2 separate regions of the Sus scrofa genome follow, and region 1 is linked to region 2. A link is a contact called in public HiChIP or PLAC-seq data. All regions are on one chromosome and are shown on one strand. Each heading gives the region's core, a stretch centred on a gene start, on an enhancer-like site or on the middle of the called end of the contact. The rest is flanking DNA. Distances are from core to core; before and after follow the strand shown.

Region 1 (7,054 bases), core at 851-3,350, 56 kb before region 2:
AACTTCCGTATGCTGCAAGTACAGCCCTAAAAAGCAAAAAAAAAAAAAAAAAAAGCACATTCTTTCTTCTTTGTGAACTTTGAACTTATCTATTAAAATAGCAGTATTTGGAGATCCCTTGTGGTGCAGTGGGTTAAGGATCTAGTGTTGTCACTGCAGTGGCTTGAGTCATTGCTGTGGTGCGGGTTTGGTCCCTGGCCCTAGAACTTCCATATGCCTCGGGCAAGGCCAAAAGAAAAAAAAGAAAAAAAAAAAAGCCATACTTGTGCAGTTTGTGTATCTCAAGCCTTTTATTTATGCATGTCACTCATATCATTGTTTTCTCTTTTAAATTTTAGGTTCTTGGGGGTTTCTGTATCTGTGACTACCTGGTGTAACCTTAAAACATAAAGATAAAAGGCATCAGATAGTGACCAAATGAGTGATTTTTGGCAAATAAAATGGTGAAGGCCTCCTTCAGGTAGGTTGAGAGAAGGAGGGAAGAGGGCGGTCTTGCAGGAGATAGAGATAGCTGGAGTTCCCATCGTGGTGCAGTGGAAACGAATCCAACTGGGAACCATGAGGTTGCGGGTTCGATCCCTGACCTCGCTCAGTGGGTTAAGGATCCGGCATTGCCGTGAGCTGTGGTGTAGGTCGCAGATGTGGCTCACCTCTGGTGTAGGCTGGCAGCAATAGCTCCAATTAGACCCTTAGCCTGGGAACCTCCGTATGCGGCAGGTGCTGCTCTAAAAAGACAAAAGACAAAAAAAAAAAAAAAACCTAGGAGAGATAAGATATAAGCTTTGCTATGGAGTGGGTAGCCTATTGCTATTAGATTAGAAGGACTAAAGTAGTTTGTTTTGGGATGTACTGTTGATAATGTACGGAACAATATTTTAAACAATTATGAAGGGCAAGCATGGAAAATAGAGAGCCATTAGAAGTTTTTTTTTTTTTTTTTTTTTTGTCTTTTTGCCATTTCTTGGGCCGCTCCTTCGGCATGTGGAGGTTCCCGGGCTAGGGGTCTAATCGGAGCTGTAGCTGCCAGCCTACACCAGAGCCACAGCAACGCAGGATCCGAGCCGCGTCTGCGACGTACACCACAGCTCACGGCAATGCCGGAACCTTGACCCACTGAGCAAGGGCAGGGATCAAGCCCGCAACCTCATGATTCCTAGTCGAATTCATTAACCACTGCGCCACGACGGGAACTCCCAGAAGTTTTTTTTAATTTTTTTTTTTTTTTTTTTAGGGCACCTGTGGCATATGGAAGTTCCTAGGCTAGGGGTCGAATCCGAGCTGTAGCTGCTGGCCTATGCCACAGCAACACGGCATCCGAGCCTCATCTGTGATCTATATCACAGTTCATGGCAATGCCAGATCCTTTTTTTTTGCTTTTTAGGGCTGCACCTATGGCATTTGAAGGTTCCCAGGTTAGGGGTGAATCAGAGCTACAGCTACGGGCCTACGCCACAGCCACAGCCATGCCACATCCAAGCCAAACCACGTCTGCAGCCTGCAGCACAGCTCATGGCTATACCGGATCCTTAACCCACTGAGCAAGGCCAGGGATCGAATCTGAAACCTCATGGTTTCTAGTTGGACTTGTTTCTGCTGCACCACGACGGGAACTCCACTTATGGTGTGCAGTAAACTTGATAATGGGATTTCATTTCCCAGACCAGGGATTGAACCTGGGCCACAGTAGTGAAAGTGCTGAATCCTAACCACTAGGCCACCAGTGAGCTCCCTCGCAGTTTTTTTTTTTTTTTTTTTTTTCCCCATTTCTGCTGCGCCACAACAGGAACTCCACATTTCTTAATCTGTGTGAAATATGCCCTAGGAGTTGGGCGTTATGCCAAAAAAGAAAAGAAAAAAGAAAAAAGAAGAAGCCCTTTCTTGGATGGATAAGATAAAGGAAAAATCACCCTGTGTATTTGAAAGAAAGGGAGAAAAAAAAGTCCAGTTTGATGAATAATAGCATGCATTAATTGAGTGTATACTATGTGCTTGGTACTGGCACTTCAACTTAATTCTCAGCAACCCTTTGAGGTGGGTTCTGATTCCCATTTTCTAGTTTGGAAACTGAGGCGTGGTGCAGTCAAGTGACTTGTCTCAGATTATTCAGCTAAGTAGTCATAGGAGTCATAGGAGGCAATCTGGCTCCCAGGCCCATTAAGCTGTACTGCCTCTTCTCCAGCTTTGTTGGAGCACAGTTTGTAAATGTATTGCTGATGAATTTAGGGTGTTCCCCAAGTCTTTTCTCATTGAGGAGATTTCATTCACATAAATGTTTGCTGAGTGCTTATACTGTATCAGGTACTTAACTTGGGCCTTGCTCTTTTTGAACTTCCAAATACTGTGCGTTCAGATAGTGCTGAATATTTTGAAGAAATGAGGGAGTGATGAAGTACTTGTGGGGTAGGGGTCACTCCTTGAGCCTGGGTCATTGGTAAAGGCTCCCTGAGAAGATGGTGGTTTGTAACAGACCTGAGTGATAAGGAGCCAATCTTGTGAAGTTTAGGAGCTCAGGGAACCAGGTCTGGGTCAGCAGAGTTCTAGGTAGAGGGACTAGCTAATGCAGAGCCCTATGGTAGGAATGAGAAAATATTATAGACACTTAACCAAATGTCAGCACCATGCAGGGCACTTAGGATATGGATATAGTGATGAGCAAGATAGGTATGGTCCCTCTGTCATCAAGATTACAGTCTATTTGGGAAGTCAGACTTTAAACAAATACTTATACTAGTAATGTTAATTATAGTTAGGCAGAGGACTGCAAAGATAAATATAGGATGCAATGAGAGTGTATAACAGGGTGACCTAATCCAAACTTGAGGAATGGGAGGAGGGAGGCATCAGAGAACACTTTTCCTGAGAAAGCCTTTCAAGCTGAGCCTGAATAAGAGGTAACCAGGCAAAAAGAAGTGATTATCATATGCAAAAACCCAATCAAACAAAGCCAAGAGGACAGTATTGGCTGGAGAGAAGTGATAGAGACAATCAAAATCTTTTTTTTTTTTTTTTTTTGGTCTTTTTGCCTTTTCCAGGGCCGCTCCCGCGGCATGTGGAGGTTCCCAGGCTAGAGGTCGAATCCGAGCTGTAGCCACCGGCCTACGCCAGAGCCACAGCAACGCGGGATCCGAGCCGCGTCTGCAACCTACACCACAGCTCACAGCAATGCGGGATCGTTAACCCACTGAGCAAGGGCAGGGACCGAACCCACAACCTCATGGTTCCTAGTCGGATTCGTTAACCACTGTGCCACGAGGGGGAACTCCGACAGTTAAAATCTTGACAGGGTAGTCAGGGGTCACTGAGTAGGGCTTTATTCTGAAGGCAGTGGGAATGCAGAAGTTCAGCAGAGGAGTAATATGCCTAGACTCATATTAATATCTACAGCTGCAATGTAGAGAAAAGATCAGGGAGAGAGTGAGAATGGATTTGGTGAGACCAGTTAGGAAGCTACTGCAGTGGTTCAGTTAAGGCAAAATTGGTAGTGTGGTTGAGAGTGCCTGACAGTAGAATTAGAGACATTTTGGAGTTCCCGTCGTGGCTCAGTGGTTAACAGAGAATCCGACTAGGAACCATGAGGTTTCGGGTTCAATTCCTGGCCTTGCTCAGTGGGTTGAGGATCCGGCGTTGCTGTGAGCTGTGGTTTAGGTTGCAGACATGGCTCAGATCCTGCGTTGCTGTGGCTCTGGTGTAGGCCGGCGGCTACAGCTCCGATTCGACCCCTAGCCCGGGAACCTCCATATGCCACAGGAGCAGCCCAAGAAATGCCAAAAAAAAAAGAAAAAGAATTAGAGACATTTTGAGAAATATTTAGGAAATAGAATCCAAGGATTTTTGGTTCTTTGTTGTGTGGAGGGTGAGGTTAAGGGGGTACTTAGAAGCATGACTCCTAAGTTTTTCTCATGTGAGTGGTTTGTGGTGCAGTCCTTTGATTGAGTTATAGGGCACACTGAAGGAAGAGCAGGTTTGGAAATTGAAGGGAAGAGCCTAAGTTCAGTTTTGAGTATATTCGTTTGTTTGTTGTTTTGTCTTTTTGTCCTTTTTAAGGCCGTACCCATGGCATATGGGGGTTCATGTGCCATGGCGGGAACTCCTTGTTATGTTTTAAGTTGGAAATTCCACTGCATTGTTTTTTCTGTGTGTGTTATTTAATGGCATTATCAATGATTACTCCTTCCTCGGTTATCCTTCCCATCTAGTCAGTTGCTAAGGACCTGTTGGATTTCTGTCTGACATACATCTCCTTGTAGTTCCTACTTCTAGATCTTACTTTTAGCCTGGACTATTGCAGTTATCTTCTTCTTAGATTTTTTTTTTAGTATCTTTTTATTATCATATTGAGCTTCCAAGGTTCTGATAATGTTGTTCCCATCTTCTGTGACATTTCTATAAAGTCAGTGGTTGTGTAGGACAGACATTGGACTTTGGTTCATGAGACTTGGCTTTAGTTTTAGCTTATAAACTGTATAATCTTGAATAAATCACTTAACTGTCATGAACTTTAATTTTTCACATGTGGGACAGTAAAAATAAAACATTTTGGAGATAGCTTATTAGTGCTTGGTTAACTTTGCCATTTTAGGCACAAATTCCTTAGCTTAGTATTTATGCTTTCCCACATACTTGTGATATCCTGACCCCACCCTACTTGTCATCCTCTAAAGCCCATTTGCAGTATTGTTTTCCTAATCCTGTATGTAGAAGGAAACCTCTTTTCTGAATCCTCATACTTTTTTTCTCCCTACCTCTCATGTTAATTAACTGGATACAAGATAGAAAGTTTAATTAGGTGTAGATTATATTCTCCTTGAGGACAAAGCATGACTTAACACAGTACTATTTACATCACTGAGACTCTAACATTATGAGTTGGTTAACTTTGTCATGAAGACGAAGTAGGAGTTCCCCTTGTGGCTCAGCAGTGAAACCGACTAGTATCCATGAGGACGAGGGTTTGATCCCTGGCCTTGCTCAGTGGGTTAAGGATCCATCATTGCTGTGAGCTGTGGTGTAGGTCACAGACTTGGCTTGGATCCCGAGTTGCTGTGTCTGTGGCATAGGCTGGCGGCTACAGCTTCAATTGGACCCCTAGTCTGGGAACCTCTGTTTGCCTCTGGTGGGGCTCTAGGAAGAAAAAAAAAAACAAACAACAAAAAACAGGGGCGGGGGGGGGAACGACACGAAGTAGAGTGTAATAAAATTTACTCTGCTCTCTTAAGTGCTGACAGTAATGTTATAATTATCAAAGAGAAGGGGAACCAAAAAATAAAAATTTACCGTATCTGGTTGCCCCACTTGTTGTGGTCACTAGAGAAAGGAGGAGTAGACTGCGCTCATTCTTCCAGACCATCAGTTATGTTATCTCTTACACTGTGCACACCAGGCTACTTTCATAATTAGTTTGGTTCCCCTGTTCCTTGATATTGGGAAAGGGGTTCCCTGGATAAAGGGCATGGATATTCATAGTCGGTGCTAGGCATTGTGAAGAAGTTAACTGACGCTTCTTTTGTCTTGCAGAGTTGAGTACTAGCCTACCAAGATCCCTCCTCTGAACCTTCAAGGAGACAAAAATGTCCGTTTAACAACAGTACTGTCTACATTCTTCTTAAGTACAAAGCCTTGAACATGGTGTGTAGAATGCTAAGATATCTTCATTCCTTAGTTCAGACCCTTTTCTCTGGGCAGCATTTCTTAACCAGATCAGATCATGCAGTTACAAGTTCTTATGGTATGGAATACCTCTTATGCATGGCACTTCTCAGAATTGCCACTTTATACTTACTTGGGTTATTATTTCATCGTCTATTTCCCTATTAGAGTATATGCATCATTAAAGGCTGCTGCAGTGCTTTTTCTCATCACTTTACCCCCATGCTTTGTTCAGAACCTGGTCCACAGCAGATTCTTGACAGAATTTTTTTCTTGAGGATGTGCGTGTCTACAGTGCTTTCCCTCCCACCCCATTCTGTCTTCTTGGGTAAGATCTTAGCTATCCTCCAAGGCCCTCAGATGTTGTTATCTTTTTTTTTTTTTTTTTTGTCTTTTGTCTTTTTGGTGGTTGTTGTTGTTATTGTTGCTATTTCTTGGGCCGCTCCCGCGGCATATGGGGTTCCCAGGCTAGGGGTCCAATCGGAGCTGTAGCCACCGGCCTACGCCAGAGCCACAGCAACGTGGGATCCGAGCCGCGTCTGCAATCTACACCACAGCTCACGGCAACGCCGGATCGTTAACCCACTGAGCAAGGGCAGGGACCGAACCCACAACCTCATGGTTCCTAGTCGGATTCGTTAACCACTGCGCCACGACGGGAACTCCAAGATGTTGTTATCTTGAATCCTCCTCAGTTATATTCCCAAGACGTTTTATATGCATTTCTGCTGTGGTACTAGTCACTTTATGTCGTAATTATTCCATCGTTGAGTTTCTTTTCACCCATCTAGAGAGGACTCTTCCAGTTTTATTGAGACATAATCGCATACATCACTGTGTAAGTCTAAGGCATACAGCGTGATGGTTTGATTTACATATATTGTGAGGTGATTACCACAATAGGTTCAGCTGAAGTCCATCTTCTCATGTAGATACAGTACAAAGAAAAGGAAGGAAAAAACTTTTCTCCTTGTGATGGGAAGCTTATGAATTTCTCTCTTTTTAAAATTTTTTAATTTTTTTGTCTTTTTAGGACCTCACCTACGGCACATGGAGGTTGCCAAGCTAGGGGTTGAATTGGAGCTATAGCCGCTGGCCTACACCACCGCCACAGCAGTGCCAGATCTGAGCCGTGTCTGAGACTTACACCACATCTCACAGCAATGCTGGATCCTTAACCCACTGAATGAGGCCAGGGATCAAACCTGTGTCCTCATGAATACTAGCCAGATTCGTTTCCACTGAGCCATGATGGGGACTTCAGGAATTTCTCTTAAAAACTTTCTTTATATCATATACCAGTGTTAGCTATAGTCATCATATTGTACCCTGCATCCCTAGTGCTTACTTATTTTTCAACTGGAAGTTTATATCTTTTGACCATCTTCTCTCCCGCTGTCACCTCACT
Region 2 (7,117 bases), core at 4,004-6,503:
GGTGTGTAACAGTCAATTTTATTTTCTTTATTTCTTATGATTTATTTCTGCTCTCTCCCTGACCCCATTCCCTCAGAGACCTTTCTCCAGTGTCTCATTGTCCTGTGTGTTTGTATCAGTTCAGGTGCTGTGTAATCAATTCTAGATCATCAATATCTAATTTTAAATACCAGGGTAGGTTGTTCTTAGCACACACTAGGGTAGGGCTGCTTTACTATCCCCTCCCACACCAGTTGTCCCATGTGTATGTATTCAAGAAATGTCAGCAAATTTGCAGCATAAGCAATATGTTACCTTTAAAAAAAAAAAAAAAAAAAAAAAAGCTTGTGAGATAATTCACATACCATGCAATTTCTTGTTTAAAGTGTACAACTCAGTGATTTTTAGTATATTCCACAGAGATGTATAAATATCACTATTGTCTAATTCCAGAACAGTTTTAATTACTCCTGAAAGAAATCCGTATTGTTAACAGTTACTTCCTAACCCACCCTCTCCCCAGCCCCTAGTAACCATTCATCTCCTTTCTGTCTCTGTGGATTTGCCCGTTCTGGGTATTTCGTGTAAGTGAAATCATATAATACATGGTCTTTTGTGTTTGGCTTCTTTCATTTAGCATAATGTTTTCAAGATTCTTCCATGTTGTAGCACATGTCAATACTTCATTCCTTTTTATAGACAGATAATATTGCACTGTGTAAATATTCCACATTTTGTTAATCCACTCATCAGTTGGTCCATTCATTACTTGGGTTGTTTTTGGTTATTATAAGTAATGTTCTGCTATGAACACCTGCATACAAGTTTTTGTATGGACATGTGTCTTAGTTTTTTTGGATATAAACCTAAGAGTAAAATTGCTGGTCATATGATAACTTATTCTGTATTTAACTTTTTGAAGAACTGCCAACCTGTTTTCCAGAATATCTGCAGTATTTTACATTTCCATCAGCACTGTGTAAGGGTTCCAGTTTCTCCACGTTCCCTCCAACACTTGTTATTGTCTACCTTTTTGGTAATAGCCATAGTAACGGCATGAAGTGGTGTATCGTTGTGGTGTTAATTTGTATTTCTCCTACTGACTGATGATATTGGGCATTTTTCATGTGCGTGTTAACCATTTGTGTATCTTCTTTGGGAAGACATTATCCTCAATGCCAAATACTGATGGTCTACTGTTTGGAATGTTGTTTAGATTAACTTTCCTTATCTGCTGTAAAAGAGGTTTTGTTTCATTAATTCAAACATTTTAGTCTATTCTCTCTCTTTTTTTTTTTTTTTTTTTTTTTGGTTTTTTTGTCTTTTTTTTAGGGCTGCACCCAAGGCATATGGAGGTTCCCAGGCTAGGAGGTCTAATCGGAGCAACAGCAATGCTAGATCCAAGCCGTGTCTGCGACCTACACCACAGCTCACGGCAATGCTGGATCCTTAACCCACTGAGTGAGGCCAGGGATCAAACCGGCCACCTCATGGTTCCTAGTCGATTCGTTTCTGCTGAGCCACAATGGGAACTCCTGGTCTGTTCTTGAAGATTGTTTTAGAAAGTTAATCAAGATACGGCCTTACCCATGAAAAAAATTATGTTTTGTTTCCTGGCCTGAAATGTCTATAAAGACAATTTGTTCCTACTCTGATAAGCAGTAGTAGACAAAAAATGTTTAGTAGCCCCTATTTGATCATATTTTTGCTGTAAACTTATATCTCTAGGCTCAAAGAGTTAGCAGAAGTAGAATTTACAAGTAGGGAACCCACTGACTCATTAATATTTTGTTAATATTTTGTATATTTTGGGAATATTAGCTGACCTTTATTTGAGAAAAAGATCTATAAGGCAAGGAAAATTGATGCTTAACATAGAGACTGAAGTTGAAAGTAGCACTTTGCACATGTAGGGGAAACTGTGATCACTTTTGGATAGGCACGAAAAAAGTACGGGATTTCATCCTTATGTTCCTCTCCCCAGCGTGGTACCATGCGACGACGCTATGAAGATGATGGCATTTCAGATGATGAAATTGAAGGGAAAAGAACTTTTGACTTGGAAGAGAAACTCCACACCAACAAATATAATGCAAATTTTGTTACTTTTATGGAAGGAAAAGGTCAGTATCATTTGGGTTCAGAACCTTGATGTAGGAAATTACTGACTTTGGGAACTGTGGGCTCAACATCGCTGCAGCCAAAAAACTCCCTATTGATGCTAGGATGCTCTTTATCTTTATTTTCTCTTATTACACAGTGCCACTCATGTGTCATCCCCCTCCCCAGTCCTCTCACTGAGTGAGTCATTTTTTACTGTGTTAGAAGAAGCAAACATTTATTTATTAGGGCAAGAGTGTTGGAATTTTTCCCTAAAGGCCTCTTCCTTTTTCTTCTATTCCTTGGTTCGGGTTTAATTAACAGTAGTATTATAGGACTTCCTATTGTAACTTAGGTTAAGAATCTGTCTCTGTGAGGATGACCGTTTGATCCCTGGCCTTGCTCAATGGGATAAGGATCCAGCATTGCTGCAAGCTGCCATGTAGGTTGCAGATGTGGCTTGGACCCAGTGTTGCTGTGGCTGTGCTGTAGGCCTCAGCTGCAGCTCCAATTCAGCCCCTAGCCTTGGAACTTCTATGTACTGCAGGTGTGGCTGTAAAAAGGAGGGAAAAAAAAAAAGAATTGAACAATAAAGTTCCTTTTATGTATGTATCTTTCCCACGAAAATTGAGGAGGGATTCCATGTGTACCATGCAGGTTTTTATTCCTTGGAAACTGACAAGGATGTCATGGTACATATTGTAGTGAACAAAATTACATTTTTAGGTTATTGGGAGACAGGGTAATGATTTCTGCTTAGGATTTATGAGATGACTCACTAGTACTCCCCTGTTGGGTAGACTCTTAATTATTATGGAAATATAAATTTAGCAAGCCCCTTGAGCCCTGTTCCTAAGGGAACTCTCCTTATATGTAAGAGATGCTTCTTGGTGTTCCCCTGTGGAACAGCAGGTTAAGAATCTGGCATTGTTGCTGCAATGGCATGGGTCACTGCTGTGGCACAGGTTTGATCTCTGGCCTGGAAGGTTCAACATGTTGCAAGCATGCCCCCCCCCCCCCACCCCCCGCCCAGAAAAGAGAGAGATGCTTCTTAATAACAAGTATGTATCATCTAACAGCAAAACTCTATACACAGAAATAGCAAACATCCTCTCTGCCTTATTACTTAGGATCCTTTTTATAGTCCTTTTATCTTTTTCTAGCTATATTCTTGCCTTTCTAACAGTTGTTTTCCTATGGTAACAGATTTTAATGTAGAGTATATCCAGCGTGGTGGCTTAAGAGACCCTCTGATTTTCAAGAATTCTGATGGACTTGGAATAAAGTAAGTTCTATGTTGATTGGATGTAGTTGCAAAATGTCCATGTTATATCCAGGGCTTTAGAGAAAAGCAGTAGATAACTGAAATAATTTCCTATTTAGTTTTAAAAGTATGTCTTTTTCTCTTTTTGTTATAAAACCATTCATGGTTGTTATAGGTAAATGAGAAAATATAGATGAGCTATAAAGAAAATAAATTTAGGAGGTCCCATTGTGGCTCAGTGGAAATGAACCCAACTAGTATCCCTGACCTCGTTCAGTGGGTTAAAGATCTGGAGTTGTCTCGAGCTTCGGTGTAGGTTGCAGACATGGCTCAGATCTGGTGTTGTGGTGTCTGTGGTGTAGGCCGGCAGCTGTAGCTCTCAATTCAGCCCATAGTCTGGGAATTTTCATATGCTTCAGATGTGGCCCTTAAATAAAAAAGAAAAGAAATCAATTTAAATTTCCTGAGGGAGTTCCCTTCGTTGCACAGTGGAAGCGAATCCAACTAGTATCCATGAGGATGCAGGTTCAATCCCTGGCCTTGCTCATTCGTTCCGGGATCCAGTGTTGCCGTGAGCTGTGATGTAGATTGCAGACATAGCTTGGATCCCAAGTTGCTGTGGCTGTGGTATAGGCCAGCAGCTGTAACTCTGATTCAACCTCTAGCCTGGGAACTTTCACATACCATGTGTGCGGCCCTAAAAAGCAAAATAAAATAAAATAAATCTCCTGAAATCTGTCACCCTGCGATAATCACTGTTAACTTTTTCCCGTGTATTTTTTCCTATGTGCATATGTGTGTATATATAAACATTTATATTTAAAATATATTTTAAATCCTCAATATGAAGATTGATGTGTCCTGATTGGGGAGTTGTTAGTATTTTAAGGAAAAGCTCACCCTGACTAGAGAAGTGCGTCCCATTGTACTTACTGGTGTTTGTTTCATAGGATGCCAGATCCAGACTTCACTGTGAATGATGTCAAAATGTGTGTGGGTGAGTATTAAACTTGAGGCCTTTGACTGTCTTTGAGGTAAAGATTTAAGAAAACTGGGTCTTAAATCTCCCACTGAGATTTAAGGCTTAGGAACATTGAAGTGTATATTCCACTGAAGTATACATTACTTGAAGTAGTTTCTTCATTGGAAACTAATATTTAGCAACTGAGAATTTTCTCAAAGGGAGTCTCAAAGTTGCTTCATTTCGTACTGTTCACTAGACATAGAACATTTCAACCTCCTCTTTTCCTACGTAGCATTTTTTCACTGTGCATTGTTCCTTCTTTCTGTGAAGAGTCTGCCTTCCAGGGCAGTCTCCCCAGGAAAGTGAAATTTTATATCTCTGAGCCAAGAATGAAACTTCATTATTATCCGTCATTCTCTTCCTTTCCCTAAAAGCCATAGAGAGATTTCCAGGAAATTTTCACCAATAAAAATTTGGTAACTTGGCTACAATTTGAAACTTTGGAAGCTGAGAAGTAGATACATTAAAATTTCTCTTCATCAGTGATTGGTTAACTTGAGTCTTCAATCAGATTTATATTATTATTATATTCAAAATTTAGGAAAAGGAAGCAAACTAGAATAACCAATTAAATAAGAAAACGACTTCCTGGGGTCAGTCAGTAAGGGTTCAGGTCAATTTTCTGCAAATCATTGGTGTTCACTGTGATGCTGAGACATGCCAGGATCCCAAGGAATTCAGAGGCAGTCACTCGCCTGTACATGATAAGGCAGTAAAATGGATTAAAATATTTTAGAAATGTTTCTAACAGGACATGAAACAAAAGGAGTTTTCTTATCCTTCCTTCCTAACACTACAACTTCTGTTGTGTTTTGTCCTCTATGCTGAAGCTCCAGCGTTCTTTGAAATTCAGTCTTGCAATACTTGATCTTGGCCACTTGAGGGCTCTTTTTTTTTCTTTTTTTTTAACCGGATAACTTCTGTTTATCCAAGAGGTAAATGTCCTAGGTAGAGGAAGTTTCTCTCATTTCCTGTATTTTCTATTCCCCTCCCTCTTTCTGTGTTAGATTCTAGCTATCTGCTTGCCACTATGCATTTCCTATTACTTAGCACAGTCTATAGAGTATAGTACCTACTCAGTAAATCTGCTTAGTAATTGCTTTCCTACTCTTCAGAAGACAGGGCTCTTGGGGGCCTCAGAAAACCTAGTACTTGAGTACATATTGGCCCATCACTTGACTTCTTTTCTTAATGGACTTCCAGGAAGTAATTTCTTGGATCCTAAAGTTAATGAACCACCATAGCTTTTCTCTGTTGAGTAGGCATTCTTACAGGTTTGTGGTTGACAGATGATCTGCATCAGAGTCATCTATGATACTTGTTAAAAATATGGACTTCTTGCGGCCCAGCGGTAATGAATCCAACTAGTATCCATGAGGATGCCAGGTCGATCCCTGGCCTCACTCAGTGGGTTAAGGATCTGATGTTGCTGTGATCTGTGGTGTGATCGCAGATGCAGCTCGGATCCCTGGTTGCTATGGCTGTGGTGTAGGCTGGCAGCTGCAGTTCCCATCGACCCCTAGCCTGGAAACTTCCATATGCCACAGGTGAGGCCCTAAAAAGCCAAAAAAAAAAAAAAAAAAACCAAACAAACAAACAAAAAAAACATTCCATCATGTAAACCTTATGTAATGGGATGCATTGATTTTTAAGTGTGGACTCAAACACAACTGGCTGGTTTCAAATTCTAGCTCCACTAATTCCTAGCTGCATAACTCTGGACAAGTTAAACGTGAAGAACAGTGTCTGGCACATAGTATGTGCTTAATGAACGTTAGTTATTACTACGACTGTCATTATTTTATCTAAATGCTCTGATAGCATTAGCAGAGTGGAACTGTGCTTGCTTTGACCTACGTTCTTTTTTTTTTTTTTTTGGTCTTTTGTCTTTTTAGGGCTGCACCCATGGCATATGGAGGTTCCCAGGCTAGGGGTCTAATCGGAACTGTAGCTGCCAGTGTACACCACAGCCACAGCAACGCAAGATCCGAGCCACATTTGCAACCTACACCACAGTTCACGGCTAAGCCACATCCTTAACCCGCTGAGTGAGGCCAGGGATCGAACCCAAAACCGCATGGTTCCTAGTTGGATTCGTTTCCGCTGTGCCATGGGCGGGAACTCCTGACCTGCGTTCTTAAAGGAAAGCAATAAGTTTTCTTTTTAAAAATTATGATAAAAATACAAAACCTAAAATTTATCATTGTAATAATTTTAAAGTGTCCAACTTGGTGGCATTAAATATATTCATAGTGTGCAGGCATCACAAATAGCTAGTTCTAGAACTTTTTCATCACCGCAGACAAACTCCACACCATTAAGTAGTCATTCCCCATTCCCTCCTTCCCTCAGGGCCTGGCAGCAACTAATGGACTTTCTGTCTCTGTGGATTTGCCTGTTTTGGATATTTCATGTAAATGGAATGATGAAATATGTAGCCTTTTGTGTATGGCTTCTCTGACTTAGCATAATGTGTATCTGTTTGCAGTATTTCATAGTACTATTCCTTTTATGGGTGAATAATCCATTCGTTGTGTGGGTATTCCACAATTTGTTAATTCATCTATGGATGGACACTTGGGTCATTTCCACCTTTTTGCTGTTGTGACTAGAGCTGCCAAGACACATTCATGTGTAAGTTTTTGTTTGAACGCCTGAGTTTGATTCTTTTGTATATATACCTAGGAATTACTGGGTCATATGGTCATTCTTTGTTTAATTTATGGAGGAACTGCCAAACTGTTTTCCAG

The links. HiChIP or PLAC-seq counts read pairs in DNA pulled down with a chosen protein or histone mark.
Region 1: an H3K27ac HiChIP or PLAC-seq map of alveolar macrophages shows a contact between it and region 2. The contact joins two enhancer-like sites. A contact is called at or near these places in 1 of 5 promoter capture datasets (liver), 4 of 47 Hi-C or Micro-C datasets (brain, differentiating spermatogonia, embryonic fibroblasts and 1 more) and 2 of 2 datasets of contacts at active chromatin or transcription factors (alveolar macrophages and skeletal muscle).

The regions. Positions count from the first base shown.
Region 1 is chr2:5,340,452-5,347,505 of Sscrofa11.1, reverse strand. All of the region lies in intron 1 of KDM2A (lysine demethylase 2A), which reads left to right. Among named protein-coding and RNA genes, the nearest start is that of KDM2A, 12 kb to the left of the region's middle. Within about 2 kb of position 2,100, at least 3 of the 83 cell types and tissues checked have an H3K27ac peak or open chromatin away from gene starts, as enhancers often do. A contact at or near this core is called in alveolar macrophages, where this site is marked.
Region 2 is chr2:5,287,782-5,294,898 of Sscrofa11.1, reverse strand. It overlaps KDM2A (lysine demethylase 2A), which reads left to right. Exons shown (of 20, transcript NM_001160090.1): 2 at 1,964-2,102; 3 at 3,286-3,364; 4 at 4,294-4,340. Among named protein-coding and RNA genes, the nearest start is that of GRK2, 64 kb to the right of the region's middle. Within about 2 kb of position 5,253, at least 5 of the 83 cell types and tissues checked have an H3K27ac peak or open chromatin away from gene starts, as enhancers often do. A contact at or near this core is called in alveolar macrophages, where this site is marked.